2 separate regions of the Arachis hypogaea genome follow, and region 2 is linked to region 1. A link is a contact called in public Hi-C data. All regions are on one chromosome and are shown on one strand. Each heading gives the region's core, a stretch centred on a gene start, on an enhancer-like site or on the middle of the called end of the contact. The rest is flanking DNA. Distances are from core to core; before and after follow the strand shown.

Region 1 (5,298 bases), core at 1,155-3,654:
TAAACTTTATAAGAACAAATCACATACATTACCACTAACTAACTTTACTTATATACTACACTATTCGCCTATAATAATTACCAATTTTCACATACTTAATAGCATTGTTGACTAGATATTGTAACTAGATATTGTAACTGCCTAACTAACTTATTGATCAATTAGTACTCTACAAATTATTTTTGGCGTCAACTCTAATTAACTCATGTAATAAGTTCTATATAATAAGATAAGGAAATTATTATGGTACTTTTGAAATAAATTTCTCTGATACCATGTTAGAAACAAGAGATTAAACTGGAGGAAGGATTTGTGAGTATTCAAGTTGTTTATTTAAGTTGTCTAGAATGATCCAATATAGAAGGGTATTTATAGGTGCTAAGAGAATCGAAATAATAAAGACGTAATCTCCTATAATAAATATTCAAATATACTAAATAATACTAATTGATCTTAATTGATCCTAATTATATTCTAACATCCCCCCTCAAACTCAAGTGACAATTTGAGTTTGAAACCTATTTAAAACAATGAAATAAAGAGAAAAAAAACTACAAAAACTGATAAAACGGGTGCAGACGGAACTGCCAGAAGAAAGTACAGATGGAACTGCCGCTAGTCTGAAGGAAGCGCAGACGGAACTGCCGCTATCTGAAGGAAGTGCAGACGGAACTGCCAGAAAGAAACGTAGACGAAACTACCACAAGGAAACACAGACGAAACGCAGACAGAACTGCCACGAAAAAACACAGACGGAACTGCCATGAGAGAACACAAACGAAACTGTCACGAGAGAACGCAGATAGAACTGCCATGAGAGAACGCGGACAGAACTGCCACGAGAGAACGCAAACGGAACTGCCGAAAGAGAGTGAAAACTATATGATTTCTTCATGAGAATAGGTAAGCAGCGGAGGACAATGGTGTTTGATCATTCGACTAAAAAAAACACAAGACAGAAAAAGTAGGCTAGTCGATGAGGTGAAAAAGCATAAAAAGAGTGACAAAAGGGAAAGAAGAATGACATAGAAAAAAAATGCAAAAACTACGGTGATTTCACCGCAAGAAAAACAACATATCCTCTTCAAGGAAGATACCATGACTCTGATACCATGTTATAAACAATATACTAAACTGGAGGAAGGATTTGTAAGTATTCAAGTTGTCTATTCAAGTTGTCTAAAATGATACAATATAGAATGATATTTATAGGTGCTAAGAAAATCGAAATAATAAAGACGTAATCTCCTATAATAAATATTCAGATATACTAAATAATACTAATTGATCTTAATTGATCCTAATTATATTCTAACAATTTTAATCTAAAATATCATATTTGAATAATTTTTTAAATAAGTATCTTGTCATAGAATTTATTCTTATGCAATTATAAAATTTGAGAAATACTTACATCATCTTAAAATATATTTAATATGTATTTTAAAACCTTATTTTTATCCAACTTTTTAATATGTTGGATTGATTAATTATATAATTATTTTATGTATTAAAAGTGTGTAAAACAAATATATATAATAATATACGAAAGAGTGTCATTTATCCTCTAGTTTAAAAAAAAATACAGGAGTATTTACCGATAATAAAGGAAAAGCATAGTGGCATTAATATAGAGAAAGTTTCGGATTCTTAAGCATATTTTTATATAATTAATAGATTTAATATTTAATTTGATTTTTGAAATAATTTATAAATTTTAATTTAATCTTTAAAATTTTAATTATCTTTATTTAATTCTAAAATTTTGCAGGTGTGATTCACATATTTTTTGAATAATTTTTGACACATAAATACGTTAATAAAGCACTGATATAAGTCATTAGATGTAACTTATAAAATGATACTATTTTTGTTTTGGCACTCAAATAGTCGTAAAATGATATTGTATTATTTGTTTTAGAAAAAAAAATTCAATAAACATCATTTATGATATATTTTTTTTTTTTTTTGCTATTTGAATACCAAAACTAAGTTGATATCATTTTACAGAATTTAGCATAATATTTGACCATTTAAGTCAACATTTTATTAATATTTATATATTAAAAATTATTTCAGAGACTAACATAAATTATGTTCATAAAATTTAAAGATTAAACAATTAAAACTTTAAAAACTAAATTAAGATTCGCGTATCTCAAATTAATAGAAAAAAATAATAATTATTGCAACAGTGACAAGAAGATAGTCGCATGTCTTTTTTCATTAGTTGTGAATAATTGAATATAATACACTTGACAATACTACATATACAAATATCTAAGAAATTCTGTAATTCACAAGACATTAACATAGGAATCTTTTCCTTCAAGGAGTGAGGGCAAGTTGCAATTTTCATATAATTGGAGATGGACCAAACGCGCAAGCAACGAATTTTTCAAACTCAAAAATATGACGCAAACTTGCACAGCAATCCAAATTCCTAAAATTAACAAAATTACTGTCGCTTTTGATTCACACTTTTCCAGTTTTCAGTTTTCCCTCTCAACAACCAACTTCACAAACCCAACTACTTTTTCCTTCCACGCAACTGCATGTTTTTCCCCTTCCTTTCATACCCAAAACTCTCCCATTTTCAGTTACATTTTAGAAAAATTAACCCTGTAACTGCCCTTTCCCCCACTTTAACCTCCTCTTCTTCAAGATTGGATTTTTTTCTAATGGGGGGCCAAGAAAAGAAGATTGATCAAAGAACAAGGAAAGAGATTATTACGGCTTTCACAGTTTCTTCTCATCACAAATATGCAGGGATTGACCTTATGCAGAACTGTGATCTTCCCCCACCTTCCAAGGTTTTTGTTGGACCGGATGAGACCATTGTGTTTCCGATGAATCGGGCCTGTGATGCTGTGGGTAAAGAAGGAGAGGAAGAACAACGGGATGGAAGACATTATGGTACTTATGGGGGTGAAAACGGTGGTGGCGATGATAGAGATAAAATTGAACTTCTGAAGGCCCTGCGAGCTTCGCAGACTCGTGCCAGGGAAGCGGAGAAGAAGGCTGCAGTTCTGAGGAAAGAAAGGGATGGTCTTTCAGTGGCTCTGGTGGAGGAGGCTATGCAGTTGTTCGCGTATAGGCAGCAGGTGAGATTGCTTGAGCTTCAAGTTTTGCACTTGCGATTGCTGTGGCCAGAGAAGAAACTTGTAAATTGTTGCGCTGACACAATAGGATCATCATCGATGGAAGATGGCTCTGATGGAGAAAGGTCAAATGTAAAATTTGTTCTGGCTTTGGCTCTTACTTTGGGGATTGGAGTGACCACTGTTCTTGCTTGCAAATACTTCTTGTAAACTCGCCAACTTCTATTGAAGTTGTTTCTATATAATGATTGCACATGCAACTAGTAAACAAATATTTTTGACTCACGAATCAATAAATAATGTTCTAAACAACGGTTAAGCATTCCCTATTGATTAAATCCCCAATTTGGTCCCCAAAATTTAAACTATGCATCAATTAAGTCTCTGACTTTCGTAAATGACCAATTACGTCCCTTAAATTAAAAAATGTGAATTCACGTTCATTCCTAAATAAATTGCCGTCTTAACAGTGCTGATGTGTGCTGTACATTTCAAAAAGGAAGGTTGGTAGATTATTCACTGTGACTAGGGATACCAGTCGGAAGCAACTCGTGGGAGGAACCAAAATCACCCTCTTCCTCAAGGAGGATCAGGTAATACAGAGACCTTAGCCCCATTTTGATTTCTATTTGTTCAGAAGTTTGATGTTTTCTTTGGTATTGAATATGGTTTTACGTTTGGTATTCTATATGATACGAAGATGTTTAGGGTAAGAGGTTTGGCTGTGAAGAATCTATGTTTGGCTCGCAACGAGTGGTTGACGGATGAAACAATCAAATGATTACTTCCACTAGACCCAATCTAGAGATCATATACTTGAGCTATTGCCAAAGCATTTTAGAAGAAGTTGTTGTTGTTGAAGTCTTTTAAGAGATGTCATAGGATTAATGATCTGAGCTTAGCTTATTGTAGAGTGAGTCGATTTCATTTTGAGTTTGGGTATAAAGATCTTACATTGTTTGTGTTGAACTTATTTGGGTTAATGATTAGTGATGTTTCACTTTCTGCAATCTGAAAGAGTGCTTTTAGGCTAAAGCAGTTAAACAATCATTGTGGTCAAAACAGGCCATAGTAAAGTGCAAGCAACTGAAGGTGATAAACTTGAAGCTATATCAAAGAGTGGCTGCTGATATTGTTGATTGGATGGTTCTTGAAAGGCTATCATTGAGAAACATAATAACAGCTCCTTCTCAATTTCCTCTCACTGAATTTCAGAAGGAAAATGGTAAGTTTCTCTCTATTTTCCAGTGTACTGTTGTTCAAAGTAATATGAGTATAAGGAGGTAGATAATTAATTATAGATAAACAATGATGAAGTTTTCTTTATTTACCATTTTCATATTTTTACAAATGCAAACCATAGTCATGTAGTTCAGGCACTTCGAAGTTCGAAGGCTTGGACTTGAATATTGCTTTGAAAAAATCATAAGCTTTGATACTCTGAATCCCTCCACCAACATCAATGTAGTTCTGGGAAGCCAACGAAAAGCATGAAATTGTCAAGTATAATGTTGCAATTGAGGCATCAGTGATAGCTCAGTTCAAAATACAAGTTTACTCTCTAGTGCCTTGTTTTGTGTAAGCGCCTATCTGATCAATGTAATTGTCAAGTTATTTGAATTTTATTTATACAAATGAATATTTTGACCAGTACTAGGGACCTTTCTATCATTTCAATTCTAGCACGTGTTTGCATGTATTCTATTGTCTTTAATCCAAACTCGTTTATAACAAGTGATAATTTCAGATTTCTTAATAACTAATGAATATTATAAAGTGAATATTAGAGAATCCAAGTATATTTCTTGCTAGGTTTCAGCCAAAAAAAAATGCACTAATAGTGTTTTCTTACACCCTAAATTAAAATTAAACTGAAAAAGACAAAGAAAAATGGCCTAATAAAAGGATCGACTTTTAAGTGAATACATCTTTTCCCGTGAAAGCTTGGAATTTTGGCTCTTGTGGCTCTTGTTTGATGAAAACTTGGAATCAAAACTTTTGTGTTCATTGTCACTTGCTGTTTTGCCATCCGAGAGGAGGAAGAAACTTATTCAGGTGATTGTGTAGATGACTTACCATCTAACGCCTTGCTGAACCAGAGAATGATACAAATTCTTCAATCTTTGTTGTAAAGAAGCATTCATAATTCATTTGTTATTGGACTGAGAAGACCACGATGAACCAAAGAAGGAGGATG
Region 2 (5,298 bases), core at 869-3,368, 320 kb after region 1:
GTTAGGGCAGGGCACAAAGAAGAAGTTAGCTAGGGCTTTTTTTCTCCAAGTCTTTGAATCACGAGCGAAGAATTGATCTCTATTTGGAGCGTTTTTGTGTAATTCGAGCTTCTTTTTTTTTTTTCTGAGGGAACCTTTTGGCCACGCTTTTGAAGCGTGCCAAAAGGCTTGTAGGAAAAGGCTACGCTTCTGAAACCTCACAATAATAAATTCCTGTTGCCACGCTTTAAAAGAGTGCCGAAATCTCTCTATGGCTACGCTTTATAAGCGTGGCACAAAAAAACGTGGCTTAATCTCGCATCAACTGCCACCCTCATAAAAGCGTGGCCATTGACCCTTTTCGCCACGCTTTTAAAGCGTAGCAAAAAAAGCGTGGCCAATCTCTATTCAAACGCCACCCACACATAAGCGTGGCCATAGACCACTTTTGGCCACGTTTTTAAAATGTAGCAAAAAAAAAGCGTAACCATAGGCCTTTTTTCTTGTAATGTATGGGAATGAATTAGGATTATATAAAGAGAAGGTTCTAGCGTGACAATGGAGTGCCACATCATTACTACACAGTTAATTCAACACCAGAAAAAGTTCAAAGATCATTATGGTGCCTAGAGCTCAATCTGAATAATTACTATAATAAAATTAAAATCTAAAAAACTAAATTGATAAATAATAATACAAATTTCAGAGACCACTATAAAAATCTACTCAATCCTAAGAAAATCCAAATGAAACCTCCATACCTAAAACTAATCTAGTCTGCATAAGTTCGAATAAGTCAGCGTACTCTCTTGGGGCATATAACAAGGATGATGAATATAACAAAACAAAGACATAAGAAAAATATTAAAGAAAATAAATTATTTAGAGAAAATCAGATGATCAAACATGAATTTATTCTTTTCTGATTATATATCAAGAAATAAAAATATTATATACACACAAAAAATTAATTAATTACCAAATTAAATGTTATGTATTTATATTTTAATATATATTTTATCTGTGTGGCTAAACTAATGGCTGATGTTTTAGTGTAAATATAGCGTGATTGATAAAGGAAACCTACTTTGTAGCATAATTAAAGACTCTTTTGCTTGAGCTTGAGAGCTTAAGATGCATGATAGTTACTCTTTTTATGCGTCAGTATGCGTTATTACAATATTACATGCAAACAAGTACTGGACTTCACTCTTTTAGGATATCCCATGGTAATGATAATATTATTTATTTTTCGCTTAAAACGTTATCATCATTTTTATATAGTTATTAGTTTTAACCATGAAAAATATAAATTAATTTGGTACTCATCAAAATTTGAATTCATTCAACAAAATTACCTAAAACGGATAGTTTGTTAGATTGTTTTTGTGTTAGAACATTTTGAGTAGTTTATTTTGTCAAAATAACCTAATTTTTTATAATTATCGAGTTAGTTTATATCTTTCATTATTATAATTAATTATTTAAATTTATGAATTTAATTTTGATACATTGTCAGTATAAAACAATTTTACATGTGTATTTAATTATGTAATGTCATGTCAGCAAAAATAAGTATATTTTATATTGCCTGCGTAAATAATTATAAAAGAACAGATATATATAATTGATCGACTAAATAAAATGTTTTACACTATCAGTATATCAAAATTAAACTCTTAAATTTATATTATTAAAAATAATAGTTTACTCTACATTCTAAATATTTTCAAATGGAGAATATTATTTGGAGCGAAAATATAAGAATTGTTAGTTCTTTTAGTTTTTATTTTAATTTATTTTTGTTAGTGTTTTAACACAATCTCCATTTGTCATATATATAGGAATATTGGATTTTTTTTGTTCGGTGGATTAGACAACTCCCAATTCTAAGTACACAATACACACCCACACACTCCTCAGTCCTCATATACTTATCAATTTTTTCTTTTCGGTTGCAGCTCGAACCTGAGACCTTTGAGATGGGGAGGGGTATTGGATTTTATGAATTAAGAAATGCCCAGCCCTTATATAAGTTGAGCCCACAAAGAATGCACCTTTTTGGTGGTAGGAACATTAAGATAAGGCCTAATATACAAAATAGCTAGAGTTGAAAGGCCCAGGCCCATTGATAGGACTCCACTAACTTCCGAACTTTTCCATGAAGTGCAGAGTGATATTATGTCCAGAGGGTTTACATCGTTTTTACACATTTAAAAAAAAAAATAACTATTTTAGCAGCTGGAAAATTCTGATTTTAATAAAACAAATTTTTTTTTTTGGACAAAATAAACCCTCAAGTATATGTTTGGTATGACAAAGTGACTTTAAAATTAAGTCAATCGTTAACTTTTTATAAAATTACTAATTTATCTTATATTCTTTCTCTTCTAAGTTACTACCCACTGCACCACCCCATTATATTTCCATTGCAGTAGTTTTCATTAATAATCCATACAGTGAAACACTTATTTTTTGTGACATATTTTTTCAACTTTCAATCTTTTATACACATCCTCCAAATACCTTAAGCATAGTATTTGTCCCAATTTGAATTTTTGTTGTCAAATTCATTTCCTTTTTTTCTTCCACCGTCGTGCTATGGTCTACTCTCCTTCATGGCCAACCACAACCACTACTACAGTCTACAAGAGGACTTGCCCTTCATCTGCCACCATCAAAATAAATATGAATTTTTTCCTAATAACCAAATGATCAAAACAAATCGATAGCAACAATTATGAATTGGCAAGTTCATAAATGGGAACATAGTACACTCCGACTATCATTTTTTATAATCCAAAATAATGACAAAAAGGCATTTGAAATTTTAAAAAGGTTTAATTATTTTGCTGATCCTTATAGTTTCATCAAATTTTTAATTAGATCCCTATACTTTTTTTCTTTTCAATTGGGTCCCTATACATTAATTTTTTTTAATTAAGTCTCTACCGTGAGAATAACGTCTTCTTTGGATTAGGTATACTAATTGGACATATTCTATTTCTTCAAAATACCCAAAAATTCCTTGGCATTTTGTCCCAAAGGAAAAAAAACCCTAACCAACCCCTAATTTCCTCCCTGAAAATCGTGTGCGGTGCGTTCTCATCCGTCGGCCTGTCGTCTTAATCCACAGCCGTCGATCCGTCATCTTCATCTATAACGTCCGTTGGTCCATCGGTCTCTGAGGATCTGCACTGATTGATCTGTCGAAGTCTTGTCCGCCACTTGGCGTGCCTCGCCTCACCTCGCCGCACCTTGCCTCGCCTCACCTCGCCGCACCTTGCCTCGCCTTGCTGCCTGCACACTCGATCTGCTAGAATAGGTGAGTTAGTTTCTTCATTTTTATTTCGTTTTGGTTGTTAAATGTATAAGATTTTGAATTTCTGTGTGCTGCTATTTTTTTTGTGTCAAGTCATTCATGTCTCCATAGTTGTGTTTTATTTTTTGGCATTGATAATCTATTCACTGTAATTGCGTAATTCCTTGGAAAGATTTTGAACTAGTTACAAATGTATTTGGAAGCACTAAAGTATGACTTCCTCAAATTTTTTTTATGCCGTGTAACTGTATTAATTGTAGGCATTATGGTTCTGTTATATTCACATTGAGTACCTAGTGTTTCGAAGCAAAAATGTTTCTCACCCCGGTGATTCTCTCAATTCAATTACTATATTGTTTTTAATTCTTGAGATAGATTGCAATTCTTGGAGTCAGACGCCCGGCTCCGAGAGTGGTGTCCAAGGATGCAAACACCATGGATGTTAGTAGGGCTGTGTTGGTTCAGACAGAGCCCAGTATTAGGATCTTTCATGAACTCTTTTTTGTTTCTGTCCATATCTAGTTGTTCTGTGATAGATAGGATTAACCCAAAATCTCAAGTTCTAGGAGATGTTTTTTACTAGTTACTAGCGAGTACTGAATAGTGGTAAAGGTAAATTATAAACGAATCTTGTTGTCCTGAATCTTGTTGTTCGTTCTTATTGTCCTTATCTTTTGTCAATACTTGAGAAAATATATATTGCCTTATATGTCTTATCTTTTTTTTTTTTCAATTCAGATATTGGTTCAGTACCAGTTACCTGTAGTGATTGTTTTCAAAAATGAAGGTGTATATGGTGGTGATCGGAGAACCCCCAAAGAGATGAATGAACCTCACAAAGATGATCCTGCTCCAACTTTCTTTGTTCCGAAAGCAGGCTATCATGCTTTGATTGAAGCTTTTGGTGGAAAGGACTATTTTGTTGGGACACCTGATGAACTCAAGTATGTTCTTTCAGAATCTTTCTCGACTCAAAAACTGGCCGTTATCAATGTTATTGTTGATCCCTATATTGGTTCAGAGAGTGGGAGGTTGCAACACAAGAACTGATTTCTAGATTATCTGTATTACACTGAAACTACGTTTTCTATAGTTTTCGTTTTTAGATTTCAAATTTCAATAACACAAATTAAATAGTCTTGTGATTTTTTATGGTGTACCATGATATGATAAAGACACAAACTATATTCTATGAATCCACATAAATGTAAAATGTTACATAATCATAATGAATACTTGAATGATAGAAATTGAATTATATATATACTTATTACTACTATTTCTGTTTCATTTTATTCATTCCTTTTTTTTTTGTATGTTCTTAAGATAATATATTTTAAAAGTAAAAAAAAAAGGTATTTTTGGTACAATTTATATATCAATAAGCAAATAGGGCTGGCAATCAATACCCTACCCGCGGGTACCCAATCCGAACCAACCCGTTCGGGTAGGGTAGGGTACGGATTCAGGGTATACCCTACCCTACCCTACCCGCACCCCTAATATATTATATAATATATGTGTAAAAGTTACATATATAATGAAGAAAGTGAGTGTTGAATCCATAATCTTTCTCTTATAAAAACTTGAAATAACTACTAAACTAATTGATGATCATATTATTTGTAATTTTATGTTAGATTTCTTTAAGATTTTATTATTTTTAATTTTAATTTGAACTTAGTTTTTTATTTTCTATTTTATTAATATGTATAAAATTTGGAATGGTTGAATTTTATATTTGCTTGAAATTTTTTTATTTTTCTGCGGGTAGGGTCGGGTAGGGTAGGGTTTAGAATTTTAGGGTGCGGGTAGGGTTAAGGTTGAGAAATTCTCAACCCATGGGTAGGGTAGGGTAGGGTAGGGTAGAATTTTAAAAAAATTTTCAACTCGCGGGTAGGATTAGGGTAGAATCCAAACCATACCCTACCTTACCCATTGCCAGCCCTATAAGCAAAAGAATGATAGTGACAAAATAAAAGGGATTATAGGAATAT

What was found. A called contact is a pair of places that touch in the nucleus more often than the background predicts.
Region 2: a Hi-C map of an unstated tissue shows a contact between it and region 1, with 3 times the contacts expected there. The contact joins the enhancer-like site here to the promoter of LOC112783601 in region 1. A contact is called at or near these places in 2 of 8 Hi-C or Micro-C datasets (leaf and an unstated tissue).

The regions. Positions count from the first base shown.
Region 1 is chr20:18,023,589-18,028,886 of arahy.Tifrunner.gnm2.J5K5, forward strand. LOC112783601 reads left to right here and starts at 2,405. Exons shown (of 4, transcript XM_072229221.1): 1 at 2,405-3,307; 2 at 3,572-3,694; 3 at 4,167-4,326; 4 at 4,570-4,751. The coding sequence starts at 2,556. The coding sequence ends at 3,626.
Region 2 is chr20:18,345,868-18,351,165 of arahy.Tifrunner.gnm2.J5K5, forward strand. No RefSeq gene overlaps it. Among protein-coding and RNA genes, the nearest start is that of LOC140182987, 9.9 kb to the right of the region's middle. Within about 2 kb of position 2,119, at least 2 of the 3 cell types and tissues checked have open chromatin away from gene starts, as enhancers often do.